3 separate regions of the Mus musculus genome follow, and all the other regions are linked to region 1. The links are chromatin contacts, called in public HiCAR-type and HiChIP or PLAC-seq maps. All regions are on one chromosome and are shown on one strand. The core of a region is the stretch at or near the end of the contact, and the rest is flanking DNA. Distances in the headings are between cores, read along the strand shown. Region 1 overlaps Adra1d (adrenergic receptor, alpha 1d). Region 2 holds the start of Tmem230 (transmembrane protein 230). Region 3 holds the start of Slc23a2 (solute carrier family 23 (nucleobase transporters), member 2).

Region 1 (3,524 bases), core at 645-3,144:
TCTCTCTATGAACATAGATGGGGAAAAAGAACCATCTTCTCTTGTTTTCCGAGTTCGACCTGTTAGAAAACTATTTGGGCACAGGCAACGAATCCCAACCAGAAAGAGACCAAACCACATTCAGCCAGTTTCGTATAGAAACTGGAGACTGCGTGTGCCCTGAGCTCGAAAAGTGGAAACAATGTCCCTAAACGTTCCCCAAGATGGGGACAAAGGCTGTCATCTGCCAGGCTCATGAGCCTGGAGACTACAGCAACCGCCCAGAGACTGCCAGAAACCGGCTCCACCAGTCTTTGCTGCGGAGCCTAGTTACTGCCGCCAGTGTGGAGGTCTCTCTGCTGAGGGCGGTCTCTAGAGGACGCCAGCAGGTCTTGTTCTTTAAGACGTTGATGTGGAAGTACGATTCTGCTACAAGTCTCACGTAAAAATATTTTGACAACCTTTTCCAGCAAAATGAGTTCATTAGCAATCTTTTGTACAGCATTTTACAGCACTCAGTCTCTGCAGTGTACTCTACTGCCTAAGCACAGAAAGGGAGAGGTTTGCTCAGTGCTCGGTACTGTAGAGGAGTCGTGAAACTGTGGTGCTGGCTCTGGGTGACAGTGTGACTACCAATGGGGCACAGGGCTGATCGTAGGCTCAGCGACAGCTTCCAACCATCTCAGACTTAGGCAGGATGGGACAGGCACGGAGCCTGTGGCTATCCTGTAGGGTGAGCTCACATCTCATCTAGGCTCCATAATGGAGGACCTTGAATTAAGGCACAGCTTTCCTTCAGTGGGGGAGTTAGAGCTCTGGTTATTTTTAAGCTGGTGAGAGACCCAGTTCAGAGCACAATACCCATGGCTGTCAAAATGTAGCCCTGTAGGGCTGTGCCCGGGAAAGTGTTGAGGAAAAGCTGGGATGGTTTTAGGTGGGGGAACAGAACACCAGACAAGTGCAAACGGGCACTAAGACCTGGTTTTCCACAAATATCTCCATTAGTATCCCCAATACGGACTCCAAGGAAGCCGTTCTCAGGGGAAGGAGACTGAGTGCAAAGGTGCTGCCTAGAGGTCACCTCTCACCTATCTCATCCTCAGCACAAGCGTCACTCTGGACAAAGCCTGCAGATCTGAGAGACAGAGAAGGCCAGGCATGGCATTCTCTGACAAATTCTCCCCCTGATTTACCCCAATATGGCAGAGACCCTTGCATATCACCTACTACCCACATGGAGAAACAGTTCCTGATGCTAAGAGATGGTGGAAGGAGAGGACAGTACCCACCACACAGCCCAGCCTTTTCCCACCTGCTCATGCTGCCCCTGGCAAGCTACTTGGCCACTGAAAGCCTCACTTTCTTTTTCTGTGAGCTGGAGACAATAATAATTCTCTGGATGGGATTCATAAATTTCAGGGCTCAGTGCTTAGCAGGATTTTAATCTAAATGTGTTGGGGTAGAGATAATATAGATCAGTACTAGAGAACTCATGCAGCATTTGAGAGCCCCAGGTTCAATTCTTAGAACAGCAAGCAAACTAACCCACCAAACAACCCACCTACCCACTCACCCACCCCTACTTATCCCTCCCCTGCCCTGTGGCTTTTCAGAGAGGTACCACAGACTTGGGAAAGGACTTACTGACTGTATCTAGAGAGCGGTCAGAAACAGTAGCTGAAATACGGCGGGGTTATGGGTACCAGGGCTCAGCAAGGCTTATTTCCCCCTGCAGAAGGGTTAGGCAGTCCCTGGAAAATGCCCGAAGGAAGGATCCTGTCCTGCAGGAAGAGCACCCTCAAGGATAGCATCCCTCAATGGCTGCAAAGTCAAGCCAAATGCTGGAAATGCCATTCTGACTCAGACTGCATTTTTTTCTGTTTAGCAGTGGCTGACACATCAGTGGACTATGTTGTCCAGTGGTTGTTGCCAGCCTGGTTTTATTCAGATATGTGGACAGCATGCCATGTTTTAGTGCTGTCCCAGTCTTACTGCAGACATTGATACTTTAATTTATGCACAACTGACTTTTGCAGAGTCTTCCTGGAACAGGGAATTTCTCACACCCGAAGGGGCTGGGATTCAAAGGCAGGCTTCCAGCCCCAACAATTTCCTTCTGCTTCCCTTGAGGTCTGACTTACTTTGAGTTTTCTCAGAAGCAAGCTCTGAGATAGGACAGGGTTCAAGTGCAAGCGTTTAGCCTGATAGTGAAACACCTTGGGTAGCTGCTGACTGGTAAGTCAGTTGCTAATGTGAGAAACTGAGGCTTAACCCCTAAGGGGAGTTTTGGGTTTTCCCACCAATGGTGAGGGATGTGGGTACCTAACACTCATCTCCATCATTCTCTAGCTGATTTCTTCACTAATTAAATTTCCCCACTTATATGGACTGCATTTTGGATGGGCTGCAAAAAGGAGTAAGTTACGGAAGCCTGTGGGTAAGAGATGCAGGCAGGCACTTAGGAGTGGGCCTGTGCAAACCGGAGATCTGAGGGAAACAGGTGGGCCCCACAGCCTCTGCCACAATCAGTTCTTACTCTCTTTCTAACCACGGTGTGCAGATATACTGCTTAGGATACTCAGGCTTCTTTGTTGCAGTCTGCCAGAGACAGCTGGTGGATCCACCAGCTGCTTTACCTGCTCATCCCCCATCAGTGCATCAGCTTTGTTACCGGTGCTGCGGAAGCTTGGCCCTCAGTGCATATTGAGGTGGGACAATGTGTAATGGATGGGGCCTTGTGGAAGGTAGGTGGTGGTGGTGGTGGTGGCGGGGGCAGCTCCATTCTCATGGAAGGGTTAATGCTGTCTGGTGGGAGTGGGCCAGGTCTTATAAGACTGGGATAATTCTCATGACACTGGGATATAAAGCAAGACCACCACATATATCTATTTCTCTTATACTCTGCCATTTCCCCTTCCATTCTCTTCCATTCTGTGTTGTTCCCATAAGCCCTTCCTAGATACTGATGATGATGTTGTCTGGGCTTCCCAGCTATCAGAACTGAGAGACAAATAAACCTCTTTTCTTTATAAGGTTGTTAATCTCAACTATTTTGTTATAGCAACACAGTACAGACTAAGGCTATGAAAGTCTCAATGGGTATACAGGAGTCTTGGGGCTGAGGCTATACCACTCTCAGTACTCGGGCACACTCCTCCTTGGTTCTAGTGGGCTCACTCCCCCATCCTGAACATCATTCTCTGATTTCTTATGGGTACAAAGCCCAGCTGGGCAAACTTGCTTTAGAAGTTGTTTTTACCAAGGAGGCTACTGTGTGCTGCCAGCTGTAGCCTCTACCTTTCTCCAGTCCCCCAGTGCTGCAGCCCTGCTCTGGCACTCTCTGTCTGCAGTGTGTCTTTGCATGAGCTATGTGGGCACTCTGTTCTCTGTGATGGCCTACCTTCTCTTGCTTTTGGGTTGTTACGCATGGTTGTCCCTGATGCTCTTCTTACATACCTGGCAGTGTGTAAGAAGTGACAGCTCCACACGGGGTGCCTTCCACCTACTTTCCGTTTAGACACAAGGAGGTCCTCCTATTTGGGCTT
Region 2 (3,524 bases), core at 708-3,207, 700 kb after region 1:
CAGATATCTGAAACTGCCCTGCTAAGATCCCCTCTCCAAGCTGGGGCTCAAAAGAGCTTGGAAATCAGCTTGTTTCTTGCTGGTCCAGATAGTAGCCAATTTTTTTAATTGATTGATTATGTTACCTGAAGGTCAATGTAGCCATCGTCTGTGCTGGCAAGCCTTGAATATTTGACTTTACTGCTGGGGAGTCCAGTTGCCAGGTTGGTACGAGACGGCATCATAACAGAGTAACACAGCTAGTCTGAAAGGGAAAGACTTGTTGTCTGCAGCAGTCCCAGTACAGCCCAGGAAAGGATGTCAGATACTGTTCCGAGCTGCTGTGCCACATGCTACCCATGGTAGCTTAGGCGTTTCACTGCTTACGGTGACCCGACACTTCTTGTACACACTAAGCATGCTTCCTTTATGGATCTAGGTTGACTTCACAGAAAGACACCAAAGGCACTTCACCAAGAATCAGGCTCTGTTCAATCTGCTACCGATGTTTCTGGCCTAATTTTCTAAAGTCCAATGTTCACATTTTCAACCCCTCCCTTACAGTACTGCCTACCCCTTAACTTTCCTCAGGAGCATAAATTCACATAACTTTTTTGTCTGCCATGAAAGGAGGAGGAGGAGGATAAGGAATGACACACACATCAGCATCGTGTCTACTTCTAGGTGTGGTACGGTTCTATGTACAAATTCTTATCCATGTGGGAAACGCCCTGGCTATCCATACCACACTAGACATCCACGGCCACCTGCCTCTCTGCTCCCATCCCAAGCATGAAACAAGTGAGTTTACATTCCACATCATGTAGCTCCTGAAAAAACGGATCTAAAAATCCGTTTTACTCAAACTATTCAAAGCAGACAGACATAATAAAAATCATAACTACTGAATTATTTGAGAGTAGGTAAAATTTAAAAGCAATGACGTTTAAATCTTAAAAGTTTGAAATTTAAGCTCAGTACTTCAGTAGGTTACTCTAATCCCAACTACTTGGGAAGAAAGGTGTGGATATACGAAGTTGGAGGCCAGTCTGGGCAACATAGGAAGACCAGACACTCTCCCCTACCATAAATGAAATGTGTGGATTCTTTATAAAGTCATACAATTATGTAAACAAAACAGACTATTTTATTTGCAATGGCATTTGAATTCTAAACGCAAAAAGTCCATCTTTAAGAAGAAAACTAAGTGGCCTTCACTGGTGTGATGTTTTGCACATAATCTCCACAATGGCATGTGATATTTTTTCGATCTTAATGAGCTGCCAGACACTGGTATTACAGTCGACCTTAAGTAACTAGCATGCAAAAAACTGGTGTCAAGTGTTTCTGCGTTTTGGTTAATTACATCCTAGTTCAGAAGTACTAAAAAGGAGCAACGGGAATCCATTTACATTTCTAAACCTTAGGTACTAGGTTTTTGATGTTGCCATCCCATAACATGTTTAATTCCTCATATCTAAAAGTTGAAGCTACCAATAAGCAGGATTTTCGAAGCATTAAACCATGCCTGATTTGTATTACAAGTTATAAAGTTATGTACTTTCCACTTATAAACTCGCACCAAAACAAAAACGTTGCAGCACGACAACGAAATGGGAAGATTTGTTTTTCTTAGCAAGGGATTCTAGAGTGGCGTTATCACATAGTAAATGACAACTTAAAAAACTATCAGCCCAAGTTTCTGCTACACTTTTTACCGGCCCCACCACGATTTCTGCCCACCCTCCCGGGCCCACAAGGACCTAAGCGTGGCGCTGTGGACAACCTCTCGTCGCCCTCCGCCGCCGCCAACGTGAACTAACTGTCTCCGGGAAGCAGCCTCGGTGGCAGGGCCAGGTCTCGCGGCTGGCTTCCGGGAGCGCGCGCCCGCCCCCTACCCGCGCTGCGCTCCCCGTTCTCCGTTAGGCGCGCTCGCAAGGCTCGCTCAACAGCCAAGCGGAAGGGGCGGTCTTAAGGACAGCCCAGCGGAAGTGACGTGGCGGATAGAGGCGCACCGGAAGTGCTGTCACCAGGAAATCGTGTCATCGAATCTTGCTTCCAGGGCACATGGCTGGAGGGCTTCATTGCTGTCTTGTTTTATGTTTGGTAGCGTTTCTTTACGTAGCGCAGGCTGTCCTGGAACTCAGGATGCTGATTAGGCTGGCCTCGAACATAAGGTTTGCCTGGGACAAATGGCGAATGCCACCATGCTCAACCGGGTAGCGGCTTGCTTTTGCCCTGGTGACCAGGACCTGCTACCTCCATAGGGTGGGCGGGCGCGTACTTAGGGTCTCACCCACCAGGATCGAGTTCACAGCAAAACTGTTGAGGTTCCAGTCCTGACCCCATGGCCACATCGGTGCACAGCAGAGTCCTGGGTATCCAGAGGGGTGGACAAGGGATACCCACCAGGAATCTTGCCCTGTCCTAAACACCCCTATGCTGACACTGGTCACCACTCACTAATTAGCGTTCTCACAGCCCCAAAATCTTGTTATTACTACCTGATTATTAAACACTACCCAGGTAAGTGTCCTACCTACCAGACACAGCTGAGTTCTAACATTCATCCTCATGAAAGTGACGTCTTGATAAAGCATTCCCACCACTCCAGAGTTCTCTGAGAGCAGTATTTGCAGGCTACTTCCTTCTGCACTTAATTGGCTCAAAGTATTGAACAGTTGTAGCTACTAGGCATGAGCTCTAACCAACAACCTCCCAGAACAAAGCTGTATTGTCTACATACTGTCAAACATGAAATACAAAGGAAAAATATCTTGGGGTCCACAGATAGAGCTTAGTATTTAAAGGCCTTCAAATGTGGCCTCCCGGAACAGAGCAAACAGGCTCTATACTAGCCATGGTTTGAGATCCTGCTGAAATATAGCAAGAACTGAAAATGGTTCCCCACACCAAACCAGGTTAACACACGCATGCTCACTCATACCTGCAAAAGACACACACACATAAAAACTGAGAGGGGAGGTAGGATAATTTGTCACCAAGCTTGAAGAACTTCATTCAACCCCTGGAAGCCAGGGTGCTGGGGTATACCAATTCCTATAAAATTGTCCTGACCCCCACATGAGCCTCACACATACACAATAAATATACTCAAATATTCTTTAGTTTTATGTAGCATATCATGATCAAAACCACAGGGCCTTTTTAACCCTTCTTGGATCAAGTAGCCACGAAGTTTGGGCCTTTGCTTCACTCAAGATGGACTGTATGTAGTCCTGGTTGGCCTAGGGAGAGATTTATCCACCCCACCCCCTGCACTGCCATTAAAGTTGTATTTTAAAAGAGCTACATCCCAAACAAGGCTACCAGAAAACTTTGCACAACGTAATTACATAAACTCAAGAGAAACATTTTTTTATTGCTATCTCCACGATGGAAGAGAGAACAAAAGCCCATTTACCTAACAGGGTATAACTATTCAGTAGCCATGGTACAAAGGCGGCACTGCTCTATGACTTTTCAAATTGTTAACTTTATTTAAATTGAACAATATTTCTTAAAACTGCATTTAGCGTCAAGAT
Region 3 (3,524 bases), core at 662-3,161, 600 kb after region 1:
TAATTGCTTTTTAGTAGAGGTTTTAATCTCAGCATAATGTGCCATACTCAGAAAACTAAGTACCAGGCAAGTATCTGGAGTAAGGGGCAAGGGGTGGAACTTTAAACTGGACCTTAGAAGCTCTCCCTGACTTTGAGGCTGGCCTGGAGCAAGTTTCAGGTCAGCCAGGACAAAAAGAAAAAAAAAAAAAAATGCCACTCAAACACCCACTTTCTTTCCTCCCTTTTTTTTTTTTTTTTTTTAAGGTGGTGGTGGTCAAGACAAGGCTTCTCTGTGTAGCCCTGGCTGCCCCGAAACTCACTCTGTAGAGCAGGCTGGCCTTGAACTCAGAAATCCTGCCTGTGACTCCTGAGTGCTGGGATTAAGGATTCGTGCCACCACCGCCGGGCAAACACCTACTTTCTTACAGAAATTACTTCCCACAAGAATAAAACAGTGGTGGGAGTCGGGGTGATGGAAATACTCTGGTATAAAAAGAAAGAATCAGTTAACAGTTGAGCAAAAGACATTGTCTAGAGAACAGATACCTCATGCCTCGCTGATGTCTGCCTGAGGATGCTCAGGGCCTCCTTTTAACTAACTACCAGGTGTGTCATGAGTGCTAACACGGTGGACAGCCTCAACTGCCCAAAGCTATTAACTTTTGGATGAGCTAAGCATAGAGAGTAGTTCTAAAGTGACCCTGATAAGGTCAACTATAACCCAGCAGAGAATCCTGAACTTCTAAGAGGTGAAGAAGGCCTCTCACAAACTTCACCAGAGTCAAACACCTTAAAGGAGCAGGCCAGCAAAGTCACACAAGATGAAAGGGCAGATGAGAGAAACGGAGCAGGTGAGGCCTCAGCCCAATAGCACTCAAACAAAAAACAGAAAAATTTCAGCCACCTAGCCTAGCCTTCAGAAAGGAGAAAACTGCCTAAGGGAAGTCACATGGCCAGTTAATGACAGCTCAAACCAGGCTGTCTCAGGACTCAGATACCAGATCCTCACATCCCTGGCCGCCTTAGTTCAGAGGACCCAAGCGTCAGAAGGGATAGCATCTTCGCCATCATCCGGTCTCCCAGCACCGCAAAAAGCAGACTAACAGCTACTACAAATGCCCCAACCCCAAGTAGCCTTCAAAAAGCTAACTTTCTTCCCTGTGCACTTGCCCTCACCCCTTGCGCTGAAAATCAGGAGTTTCCCATCAGACCCGCTTAAAGCCCCTCATCCGGAATGAAGGCCGAGTTCCCATAGGCTACACATCTAATGGGACATCTCCGGCCAAACGATGAAGACAATTCTTCACCTTCAAGTTATCACACTCCAATGTCAATTTCTCGGTCAAGAGCGCAGGCAACAAGGCGACCCCGGACCCCTGCGGGGCAGGCCAGCGTGAAAGGTCGCAAGGTTGGTGCAGCGGCATCTAAAATTACTCCGTGTCGCCTTCCGCAAAGAGGGAAGGAAGCCAGACTGGAAACAGCACCGCCATCCCCCGCCCCTCGGGCTGACCCTGAATCCCCGGGCGCGGGGATGCGGGGCGCACCACCTGGGGAGGGGCGCGCAGCAAGCCACGCAGCACGGCGAGCCCACGGTGGCTGTCCCGGGGGCACCCGGCGGGGCGGCAGTGAGCGCCGGGGACGCACGGCCTGACACTGCAGCCGGGGCCGCCGGGCCGCGCGAGCCGGCGTGGGGGCGCAGGCCGCGCCGCGGGTGGGTGACAGCGCGCGGGGGCCGCGCGGGCCGGCCTCGTGGGCTCGGCGAGCAACCGGGGCTGCCGGCAGGTGCTGCCGCGGACCCGGCGTGGGGCGTGGGGCGCGGCGGCCCGGCTCTCACCTGCCTGCAGCTCGCTGGGCTCGCGTCCCGCCGATCGCACCGCTCGCGCCGCAGTGCCTGCCGCCGCCTTGGGTCCCCGCGGCAGCCGCCTGCAAAATGGCGCCGCGGAGGGGCGGGCCGGGGGCGGGAGCCGCGCAGCCGCCCGCCCCGCGCGCCGGCCCCTCCCCGCCCGACCCCCGGCTCCGCCCGCGCGCCCCGGGGCGCCGAGCCGCAGACCCTTCCCCACACACCTGCTCCGGGGGGGCCGCCTAGGATGCTCGACGCTCGCAGGCTCTCCCCTTCAGAGCCTCCTTTCTACCCTGCAGGACCCCAAGCCCTGCAGTAGCTGTGGGGTGACAGCGAGAGGGGTGCAGTGTACCCGGCTCAGTGGGTAACCCGCTTTAAAGCAATTTCGCGGCGTATCCAATTGGGCCGTCAGGCTTCCGAACTCGCTGGGGAAAGAGAGCCTCCTTGCTTATGCTGACGCGGGAGAAGACACACCAGGCTTGATTTCTCTGGGGCGTGTGTTCTGATAGAGCGGGTTTGGGGGCAACCTGCTATTCTGTATTTCTCAAGTGTACCCCCCAAGGAATGCCTGCTGGATGGGCACTTAGGCTGTGAGTCAAAAGGCCGCGTGTCAATAAACACATAGCACTTAGGCCGGGCAGTCTTGCCCAGGGGGGCATCATTAAAACTGGGTACCACCCCCAGCGGTGCTGAAACTGAAGTGTGGCTTCGAAATTTGCATTTCCAGGAAGTTTCTAGGTGATGCTGCAGGCGGTGGTCTAAGATACTAACTTGTAACTAAACCACGTTCTTACCTCCACCAAAACAAACAAAACCCTAATAATTAGCTCTCTCTTCTGTCTTCCATCTTGAAACCACTGTCTTGGTTGTTTTTCTAACCCAGTAATTCCTTTCATCCCCAAGCAACTCCGGAGAGCCATAAAGAATGGTCGACCACAGCTGACCTCATCTTTAAAAACAAAAAGCAGATTTTATTCCTGAATTGTTTATGTTTGGCAGTCTTGAGGACTGGTAGCACACTGATCAATAGAGGCATGCCGTAACCAGCAAAGACGGGCATTTTATAAAGTAGGCTAGTGCGGACGAGCTGAGAGAATCAATATATAATTCTCTAAGTCTCACACTAAAATAAAACCAGTGAGGCTTAGTGGTGCACACCTGTAATCCCGGCATTTTGCAGGCAGAGGCAGGAAGACGATGAATTTGAAGTCAGCCTGGGCTACTTAGACTCCTGTCTCAAAAAAAAAAAAAAAAAAAAAAAAAACCCTAAAAAACAGTAAGTTGAATTGTAAAATCCAGCATACCCTGGAAGACCATAGGTTAGTATTTCATCTTCACTGAAGATGAAGAAAAGAGATGATTCTGTAACCAGCACCAGAGAAGCACACAACTCTTTCTATGCCAGAGTTTCCAGCCACCCTTAAAAACATAATGTGTGTGTTCTGCTCCACAATATGGAACCTTTTGGAATAGAAGGCCTGTTCCAAGATCAAGAACCCCTGATCTTTTCAGTTCATCTCTTTTCTTCATTTCCCCCCATATATATTGTCTCCCACTCCCTAACTCCCCCTTTATAGTTTTACCTCCAATCCTAAAGCACTACCTCACTCCGGGTTTCCCCCCTCCCTCCCTGGTTTCCTGCATCTCTTCCTCCCCCACCCTCCGCACTCAACAAGCACTATAAAGCACCATCAGTCTCCCGC

The links. HiCAR-type assays count read pairs that join an accessible place to other places. HiChIP or PLAC-seq counts read pairs in DNA pulled down with a chosen protein or histone mark.
Region 2: a HiCAR-type map of astrocytes shows a contact between it and region 1, with 3 times the contacts expected there. The contact joins the promoter of Tmem230 here to the enhancer-like site in region 1. A contact is called at or near these places in 5 of 39 promoter capture datasets (the 3T3-L1 cell line, the SN4741 cell line, cranial neural crest and 2 more), 6 of 484 Hi-C or Micro-C datasets (B cells, adipose-derived mesenchymal stem cells, cortical neurons and 3 more), 4 of 115 datasets of contacts at active chromatin or transcription factors (astrocytes, craniofacial prominence, embryonic forebrain and 1 more) and 1 of 9 other capture datasets (embryonic stem cells).
Region 3: a contact with region 1 is called in a FOXA1 HiChIP or PLAC-seq map of pancreatic cancer cells. The contact joins the promoter of Slc23a2 here to the enhancer-like site in region 1. A contact is called at or near these places in 5 of 39 promoter capture datasets (the HPC-7 cell line, the SN4741 cell line, cranial neural crest and 2 more), 5 of 484 Hi-C or Micro-C datasets (embryonic stem cells and pro-B cells) and 8 of 115 datasets of contacts at active chromatin or transcription factors (VIP interneurons, embryonic stem cells, epiblast stem cells and 4 more).

What each region holds. Positions count from the first base shown.
Region 1 is chr2:131,546,662-131,550,185 of GRCm38.p6, forward strand. The region is part of intron 1 of Adra1d (adrenergic receptor, alpha 1d); the gene reads right to left. All of the region lies in intron 1 of Gm39938 (a long non-coding RNA gene), which reads left to right. Among named protein-coding and RNA genes, the nearest start is that of Gm39938, 10 kb to the left of the region's middle. Within about 2 kb of position 1,895, at least 49 of the 459 cell types and tissues checked have an H3K27ac peak or open chromatin away from gene starts, as enhancers often do. A contact at or near this core is called in the SN4741 cell line, adipose-derived mesenchymal stem cells, astrocytes and 2 more, where this site is marked.
Region 2 is chr2:132,245,831-132,249,354 of GRCm38.p6, forward strand. Tmem230 (transmembrane protein 230) reads right to left here and starts at 1,958. Exons shown (of 4, transcript NM_027478.3): 1 at 1,743-1,958; 2 at 126-244. The coding sequence starts at 224. Pcna (proliferating cell nuclear antigen) reads right to left here. Exons shown (of 6, transcript NM_011045.2): 6 at 3,456-3,524.
Region 3 is chr2:132,143,197-132,146,720 of GRCm38.p6, forward strand. Slc23a2 (solute carrier family 23 (nucleobase transporters), member 2) reads right to left here and starts at 1,912. Exons shown (of 16, transcript NM_018824.2): 1 at 1,816-1,912. Gm14051 (a long non-coding RNA gene) reads left to right here and starts at 383. Exons shown (of 3, transcript XR_866753.3): 1 at 383-1,389.